Regions from separate parts of the Bombyx mori genome. Here region 1 is linked to region 2. The links are chromatin contacts, called in public Hi-C maps. All regions are on one chromosome and are shown on one strand. Each heading gives the region's core, a stretch centred on a gene start, on an enhancer-like site or on the middle of the called end of the contact. The rest is flanking DNA. Distances are from core to core; before and after follow the strand shown. Region 1 has its middle 50 kb from the start of Miriab-8. Region 2 holds the start of abd-A (abdominal A).

Region 1 (4,654 bases), core at 282-2,781, 110 kb after region 2:
TTTATGAATTTGTGAGAGCCATTTATGATAAGCGTTTGTTTTATATAATGAAACTTTTATTAAAATTAAGTAATAAATTATATTGAACGAGTACTTTAATTGTTACTCTATATTCAAAATGGCGTTCAAATTAGTGTTTTTTAACTAAAAAAACAGGATGTTTATTCCTATCACTATAATCTCGGTGGTAACGAATCGATAAAGTTAACTGTACTAAATGTTCAGTGTTATCTAAACCTAAAATCTTAAAACTAATTAAAACTACCTACACAGTTTAATCTTGTGTTCATTATTTTCATTCTTTGTCTTTAGGTAGTTTCTTCATTATCTATTATTTGTTGTTATTAGTAATACTTTGTTATTAATGATATATTTTAAATGTGATATTCCAGTGAACTTATACCTTACTTATGCCTTTTCAAATAGGTAATGATTTACGTTCAAGCCCTAAACATGATACAACTCTATCTTGTATTTATTAAGCCATATAAGATTATTTTATGAGTATTATGTTAATATTATGTTGTATTATAAAGAAGCACAATAAACATAATGTTTAGGATTCATTAAAGTAACGTAAATTTTAGGGGGAGTAATATTCTTACGTTTTTTTAAGGAAATCCGTAGACACCATATCACATACATTGCCAGACACCTGGAGACATGAGATTCCATTGTATTACTACTGTCCTAAATTTTAATCTGAAATGCAAAAGTGCTTTGCAACAGATATGTGCACCACGTATCCTTAGCGCCATTACGAAAGCTTGTACGAAAAGGAATTAAATATCCCAAGCCGACGGTGATAGTTTTTTGTATATAATTTTCGTTTTTCGCTGACCAAGTAAGAAGGAAGCGTTTCTTCCTACTCCAAAGAAATTATGCAGAACCAAATTAAAACTATTTTATGCTGGAAATAAATCACAGTTTACTGTCTCTGAGATCGTTATTAATAGACAAACAGTTTTATGAACGCTTGACTTACCGAGCTAATAGGCGGTTCACACGCAACATAAAACAATAACCTGTACCAGTGCCACGTGTTTTGATACGGTAAAATCGCTACTGCTTCTATAAGTGTGCTATTGAATTTTTCACTTTAAATCAGTATTGTATTTAAAACAGTAACCAAGGAAAAACTGAAAAATAACCTTAACAATAAATATGTGCGTAGTATTTGATAACCGTGTGTATAATTTGGAATTTTTGTGAACGACAATAAACTAACAAGGGCTGAAATAGTAAAGGAGAATGCGTTACTTTTCTGGGACACAGCGACACCCTCTTTCCATTATAATCCCATTGGAAACAGCTGACTCCTTCATAATTTATTATATCTATGGTATCGCCATCTAGTGTTAAGCAGTGGAACTACTTGACAATTAGCGCCATCTGTTTTGTCTTCAAGGTAGCTCTGTGAGCTGCACAACTACATACGCAAATGCTTTCTTCTCGGTCTCTCTACAGAGTTATAAGCGAGATGCATGATCTGTGCAAGATGTCTTCTAAATGACCTTTTAAAATACACGATGCTGATTGGCTGGCGGAATACTGGATGAACTAGTTTCTACAGTTTTGTACCAATCATGTCGTGTCAGGCGTACGAAGAACAGTCGGCCATGCGATTTCAGGCGGGGTTTGTATAAAGAACCTCCTTTATATTCCTGACGTATGCAGTCATTTTAGTTATGGCTGATGGCGTAGGACTACGTGTATTCATGAGAAATCTGCTGATTCTGCCCTAAGGCAGTAATAAAATTTCAGAAGAATTACACCAAAATGTTTTACGATGAATAACTAATATTGTAGGCTGAGATTTAAACTTTCACATACAAATATATACAAACAACACTGTACACACTAGCACTAAAATAACACTAATACAACATAAACAATAATACATCACTAAGCATTGTCACATTGACAGCAATTTTAAAGTTGTTGTCTTGAATTCAAAAGGAAAATCAAAAATTCAGATACATAAAAACCTTATAGCCGTCGGAAGACTAAACGGCTGCAGTTATGAACACCGTTAAAATTAACGCCAATACTATTAACAAAACAACCATCCAGTCCGAAATCAAAATACAACTGAAATTGCCTTTAAAATATAGAACATAAAATCTATTGAGAATAAATTAATTATAATGTAGTTTTTTTTATGTTCAATAAACAGCCGTGAAGAAAACGTTCCGCGTGATCAACGGACATCTGAAAGACGATAGCTTTGATATGCGCTTTAAGTCTGCGGTTTTGTGAGCTTCGCTTCATTTATTCAATCCAGAGCGGTTTCAATGCGTTATAAATTAAACATACAACGATAAAACAGAGATTTGATGTATTCTAAATCGTTCTTTATTTAATTAACATAACTATCAATATGTAAAGTAAATAATGAGGTGAATCTCTGACAGAATTTCAAACGAACAAATGTTTGTCGGCGCCGAGCGGAAGGCAGATTAAGCGTTTCACGTTATATTAGAATAGAAACATTAAGATAGGTGACTTAAAAATATGTTAATTTCTGTGTTATCCTTTTCAGAAGAATAATTTACTCAAATCGATTCAATATAAAGGTCAATATGAAGCTCACATAAATAATTATGTGTAATTAAGATGTAGTTAAGATACCTACATTATGTACAACTGCTTACTTCGTCCACTTACCTAGTTTTATGAGGCCTTCGAAACCGGGGAATACAAACAAGGCTTGATTTTTTCCAAATCGGTAATAGATCTCAGATTTAACTGTATTAGAACGGTAGCTAATTTAAGTATCAAACAGATACTTATGATCCAGAAACAAAAACAAGATGCTAATACATATAGAATCGAACGACTATTAACAAGGCTTAGGTACTTAAAAACAAATGAATGAGATATTATCGGCGTCAACTAAAAGCTTACTAAGTCTTTCGCCGTAAATTTTGCACGTCAACAAATAGCACTAGTTATTAGCGATATGCCACAGCACATACTCACTGTAGAGTATACGACAATAGTATATGCCAATATTAGAACCGAAAATAAATAAAATTAAAATTGTTTAGCTTTATGTTAAGTGTGCAAAATAATGCTCGAATTGGAAACGAGGGGATATATTAATTTAGGAAAACTAATTAAGGATATATAGAACCGCTACGGACGGATGATTCGGAATTATAATAACAGCTATTGGCGGTACGTACAAAAATCGTACCTATTACTACAATCGAAAAAATCTTGCATTTTTTTTTTTCCTACCTATGATGATAGCCTTGAGAGGCTATTTCAGCTTTGCCTTGACGTGTAGGTCAACTCAGGGGGCTCAAATCGGGAGTCTTGCTAACACTGGCCCTAGCAAGAATAGTGTTTCGCAGAATCTACCATCGAATCAGAAACGCGACCCATTGAGAAGATCCGACGAGAAACTCAGTGGGCTGTGTCTATGGGTTAATTTAGTCGTCGAGCCCTTCGTTGCAAACGACGAATTCGGCGAAGACGGTGACCAGTGCTTGAGGTACCTGAAAGCATCGTTAATGGATTGGGAGGGTCCGTAATGCTGTGTTTAGGGCGACGTCGACTGTTTACCATTCGGTCCACAGGATCAGGTATGGATTACATACAGGCTTTGAGGGTGGAAGAGCCGTCATACAAGACTTCTCATGAAGCAGGGCGTATGACGTTGTGTTGTGCTGTCTATAGGGTCCGGTAACCATTTAACATCAGGTAAACCGTAAGCTAGTTCATCCTTTTATGAAATAGATTGCCTACTCATATCCTCTATCACAAGATTCTCTATACTATTTTCTACATACATCGATTTCAAAACTAAAAACTCCGAAGCACGTAATACAGACAGAATCACATCAAGAAGCTATCTGTGGAATAAAAAAAAAACCCCTTCGAATCGCAAGTACCTAATCATTAAATACGTATCTGTAAAAATTTCATACTATACGATAACGTAGAAACCATTTACAATACACGACGGCGCTACTCTCTCGGATCGTAAAACAACAAAACGTAACGACCCATAATTGGCACATTAAAAACATTCATTGACAAAACTTTATTGACACATTGTAGAAAGGATAACACACAACAGGTGACGGTAGGTTTTTACGAGCAGACCGAAGCTCGTGCCACATCATAAAACTACGTTGAAATCGTAAAATCGTAAGGAGCTCTTTAAATGCCCCTAATAGAACATAATAGTGGTCTAAACGACGTGTTTAGTTTTATATGATTTCGTACAAGTAGGAGCCGCTATAAAATTTGACGTAGCTTAAATACGACAGTAAAATTAGTCATCGTTGATGTCTAGACGGCGGCCAGACTGCGTTTGTAATGTGTAAGTGCTTAGAGCGGATGCGTTTCTTGTAAAGATGTAACGTTTTTTTGTGACGAAGTGTAAAATAGATGATGCAATTTTCGTTTATGCCTCTGTATATTTTAGCTTAAATGTAGACTTCAAATAGAATAGCTTATTATTAAAAACACCACAATACAATGAACATGAATAAAGCATGATATTAAGCAAAATCTATGCATCGATGGGCTTATAGACGGAAATTAATTATTTAATAACTGAAAGCTGTGGCTTCCAAGGACAGCTTAGTTGTTTATTTTTACCATAGTGCTAGCTTCATAGTGAACAAGATATTGCGTTCGC
Region 2 (5,360 bases), core at 656-3,155:
CAGTGGCATTGGGCATGTACATATTATGTATTATATTTGAATACCATGCCGGAGAAAATCGAGACCGACTTACTGAATTTTAGTTACAAACCAGATATAATTTAACTATAACGAGAATAATTATAATGAAATTAATGGTAAATATTATTCCTTCATTTCAATAACTGCTTAATCATTTGAAAGAAAAAAAAAACGATTAGTTATTTTATGATTACCGATAATATTTATTTATTGTTTTTTAATTAAAATTTTATCACTCAATCATCAATAGTATTAATGAGCCGCAAAACTTTATTAGCTATTAATTCAAAGGCCTCCTTTTGCAGTTTTTATATTGCAATGAAAATTAAGTTTATGCAACAATTGAATTTAATTCTTATTGTTATTAATATTTTTTAATGTAATTCAATACATTGCTGTTATTTTATTGTTAATTAATATGTTTATAACTAATTCATTGTCGTTTGAAATCCTAATTGATTTTTATCATCTCTAAAAGAGAATTCTACTCTCCGTCGGCCGTCGCCGTCTAGTTTAAATCAACGTTATTTTAGCTGAAATAGCATATATTTTAAAAGAAATAATGCCCTTTTCATAAAACCATAAAACGATTTTTTATAATTGTATTATAATTGTTCATTTGTCATCTGTTCTAAATTAAATTTCCGTAAACGTCAGGCCTGAAATACGTTAGCAGGTGCGAATTTTTTTGATAGTACCTAAAATTTTTTATCGTTTTTATATATTATTATATCTTATTATAAAAATTGTTGAATGTTCAATTACTTTTTTATTCTTATTAGAAAGATAAAAATACGAAATGAATAAATAAATAATATAAAATATCATCATGGGTACATTTAAACCAAGTTTTTTCGTTCTCACAGTTGAAGTAGGTACATTGGTTATGGCACATTAATGTTAATTGTAATTAATTCACACGTTTAATTTGCTTAGAAAAACTGTCGTAAAAAGCGAAATACTAAATAGTAACATTTGAACGTTTTTGAATCTTAAACAAGCGATACTCATAAATAAATTGATAACAAATGCTAAAAATGAAACAAACAGTGCTTTAGCGAGTTTTTTGTTAAAAGTAAATAATTAATTAAATAATACGTGAAATAAATTTCCAGGTAAATAAATAGGATAACACCGCAACTGAACATGCAGTCAAGAAGTAAAGCATTTACCAGTGATGGACATCCACGGGTATCTGGGGATTTCAGGGAGCGTCTGTGCTGAGGGCTGAGCGCAGGCCACCCCCATGGCGTCCGCGGTAGCTGCGTTAGCTGCGGAGGCCGCCGAAGCTGCTGCCTGGTGGTAAAACTGAGCCGCTGCTGCCATGCTCGCCGACGCAGCAGACACGGCTGCGCCCCCATTGTGCTGACCCAGAGCGTAATTCACCATCGGATCAGGACCCACGGCGGTCGGGTATCGACAACTCTTGTCATCTGCTGCTGACAGTCCCCCGCCCGCCGAGAACGGCACTGAGCCTCCGAACTGCTGGTGATGCGACACGTACGGATACATTCTCGCCGGCGCCCCCGGCGACGCCGACGATGAAGATGAAGACCTCTGCGGGCTCCCGGCACCCGGTGAGCCTGCTCCCAGCGCTGCCGCACCCAGTCCGCCAGACAGCGAACTAGACAGCGAGGTAGACAGCGACGATGACAGCGAAGACGACAGCGACGCCTCTATAGGCGACGCTCCGGCACCGGCAAATAAATTCTGGTGGTGGAATTGCTGGTGGTATTTTGGGAGCATGCTATCGATGATGAACTTGGAACTCATCGCTCGGCGGCGACGCGGCGCGCGACGATCGCCTCGCGGGAGATGCGTTTATCGCCGGCGATTCGGATCGATTCTCGCGCGTGCACCTCTACTATGGCCGCGGATCGTTTATGACCCGCGTATGAGGCTCTACGACTCTGAATTCCCGTCGTAGCGAGCGTTTACCGCTGCCGAGCGCGCCACTCGAGACGGCAAAACCGGTCACGTGCGTGTGAGCGAGATGCAATGATGAAGGCGGTGTACCCGCCGAAACCCTCTCCGTCTCATTAATTCCTACCTGCGTGGCTTATATTAGAAAGAGATAAAAGCTATTCGCTAACGACTATTTCGACGGCCATTGTTCGTAATGGCGCCTGACCCCGCGCTCCCCCGCGCTGACGTAGTCTACGCCAATAGTGATCCGGTGCAGAACATTCACCGCCAATCACAAACCATTCCGGCACTTCCAGTTGTCAAACTGAACGGCTTTATGCATTATTGCCGAATCACTTTAATTTATATAAAGGTAATTGATTTAATTTTTATCTTTTTTTTTATTCCGCCTATACCGGTTTTATATTAACACAAATATATTAAAAAACACGGTATCTTATTTAGTTTCGAATCATAGACAAATTTAAAACTAAATATTTTTTATTTGAAGTCATTAAAAATATTTTTAGTTTTTCATAAAGAAATAAGGTTGTTGATAAGGAAAGGTTGCGATTCTCAAAAGAAAATACAAGATAATATAATAATATTAGTTTGGCGTTGTTGTCTATTTAAAATGTAGGTACTGCTCATTTACTAATTATTCGTTAGTATGTACTTTTAATTTTGCCAAAAATAAATGAACTTGCTGCCCACTTAATGGTAATTAATCACCGTCAGTCAAACGACTTTACAAAATAAGGAGAACAGTACATACATGGCCCAAAAGGAAATATTATTTTTAAATTATGTAACTTTAAAAAAAATGTTACATACATTATGTACAAATTCAATTGATTAAGTTTTTGTTCTCGCAATTAAACAATGCAACACGCAGCATATAATGCAAACAATGCAATTATATGGAAAATCACTGAATATTATCATTTAATTAATTACTCACAATGCCTGTGGAATTAACGGCACAAAATTCAGGCAGTATTAATATTAATACAACCTGTATTTTGTACTATCTGTAGGTATATATGTATAAATATATATATAAATATATTGTTTTCCCATTTCCAATAACGTAGAGTAGGTAGGTGGTAGGTCACAGGCTACCCAAGCAAATGTCATTTGCATATGTACTAACTCCTCGTTGCTTAAAAGTTAGGACGCCTGGTGCATACGTATCAAGAGATGTGACTGTGCTGGAGTTCTAATTTCGTAAGCAGGCCCAACCAATCAATTAGTAAATTCACAAACTTTTGTGGTTTGTAAAAAAAATTGATGTATCTAATATTTTCTACCAATTGTGGCTGGAATACTAGGGCTCTGGAATAGATTGGTTTGTGATATTTTCAGAACGTTATGATATGTTTTGTGCTTACGGGTGGTAATCGTATATTGTAAACGGTGGTAAACGGGTATATCGTTGTTAGTTCACAATGTTGGGTAGCACTAATCTGCCAGTTTCGCTTGAAATGGAAAAATAGCTGCTGTAATTAAAAATCCAACATCGTATCTCAAGATACGTAGCTGCATTCACGCTATGATGTATATTCCCATCCAGTAGCTTTTTAGCGCCAGGTGGGTCGAGGTAGTTCATCTGTGCAGTACTATTTTTTTACAAGCAACGCCAAAGAAATTTAGTTTTCTGTAGGCAGCGGTGGTACATACATGTGTACCTAAGTAGATCAAATAAATGCCGCCACCCAAACCATTAATTTACTATGTAGAAATATGCACTCATCACCTCCTTTTCATCTAATGTTATTGAATTTTAGACACCCTCTTTGATATTTTAACATTTTTGTCAAGATTATTTCATTTATATAGTAATTTCACAATGATACAATTTTACTCTAACAATCACATAAGATGTATAAAGTCTAGCAAATTTTGAAATGAAATTTATGTAATTAGACAGGATATTTAAAAAAAACAATTTGACTATTATTTTGAGAAAATTATTAGTTTTCATAGGACAGGAATTATAATGGTACTGTACAGAGTTAATATTGTAATTATTCATAAACACATCAGTTTCGAAACAACAACATCTGTAATTTCAGCTATAGGTAAACCGAAAACACTCGTTATGCAGAATTCTTACCTTTGTCTTTTTTTATAAGCTAACGACAAGCGACCCACTAGTTGCTGATTTTATACTCCACTATCTAAGCTATATAACATCTATTTCCGCAACTCTTGCATTTGCAGAGCACTAAAAAGCCAGTAACAGCAGCCATCTTGCAGCCAGGAACCATCGCAGTCATAACAAGTTTATTACAGCCGACTAATCATGATTTCGGATCCAACAACACGCCTTCACTACCTTATGGTATCGCTGCAGCTCACTACCACCCTGCCTTGCTTCATTGCACACTGCCATGTCAAACAAGCGGCGTCAGGGCTTAAATAATTATCATTCCCGACTTAGTAGATCTACATTATGTGCAGCATAGCATAGTCTCGACTCACTCTAGACTTCGAGCAGCATTGGGACTTGCAAACTAATCTCAACACACACATTACAATACTTACTGGTACGGTCTATGATCTTGAATGGGTGTCACGTGGCGGTGGCTACACAGAAGTGTTGCTTCCAAGAAGAATGTTGAATTTTTCAGAAATGCTTTTAAGAGGGTGCTGTATGCACATAAGGGTTTTCTATCATGCCGATTGTCTCCGCCGTAGAGCAATCAATATCCCGTTTATATCTAAAGAGCAGGGCGGTAGTGTTCAGTAATTACCGGAGCTCAAAGAGATCACAACGTTAATGCTGGCACCCACCTTGAGGACTGAGTTTGAACCCTCAACTGTACAGATTAATGGCATTAGTCAACTCGTTAGCATCGCCTTGAAATGGACATGGTAGATTTAAGTAATTATTGTTTTAGCCCGCTGTTTCCTATACATGCCGACCTGCAAATTTCTCTTGTGCAACGGTGTCTAAAGCAGATGTTTGTTTCTCTAAATTTAGAAGTCATAAATGAATGTGCCACGTGCTTTAGGCGCGCGATGGACACCTACTGCACCGGCGTGGATGATAAATGGCAGGCCCCAAACCGTTCGCGTACCGAGAAAAAAAAATATAAATTCCAAATTATGAAAGTAAAAAAAAGAATTGCTCATGATTGCATTACACCGGCCACGTGGTAAGCGGATACTTTCTGTCTCACTCGATCCACTACTGCTTTCTCTGTCTCACTTTTCATTCAGCATCACGAGTCGTAACCGCACCGAACACATGTGCAATAACAATCTTTACAACCATTACAATAAAACAGTTTATTGCCTGAGAAGTTTATTTATTTATAACACTTTAGATTGTTACGCATGTTTAGTGCATGGTTTTTATAGGCTTAAGTTGCCTTTTCAGCTTTATCAGGTCGGTGGTATGACGGTGTGGCAGTAGAGTATTGCATAAG

Evidence for each region. Hi-C and Micro-C count contacts between places; a contact is called where the count stands out from the background.
Region 1: a contact with region 2 is called in a Hi-C map of whole pupa, with 1.7 times the contacts expected there. The contact joins the enhancer-like site here to the promoter of abd-A in region 2. A contact is called at or near these places in 2 of 7 Hi-C or Micro-C datasets (both in whole pupa).

What each region holds. Positions count from the first base shown.
Region 1 is chr6:6,415,835-6,420,488 of ASM3026992v2, forward strand. No RefSeq gene overlaps it. Among protein-coding and RNA genes, the nearest start is that of Miriab-8, 50 kb to the left of the region's middle. Within about 2 kb of position 1,532, at least 8 of the 8 cell types and tissues checked have open chromatin away from gene starts, as enhancers often do.
Region 2 is chr6:6,301,004-6,306,363 of ASM3026992v2, forward strand. abd-A (abdominal A) reads right to left here and starts at 1,906. Exons shown (of 3, transcript NM_001173337.1): 1 at 1,194-1,906. The coding sequence starts at 1,794.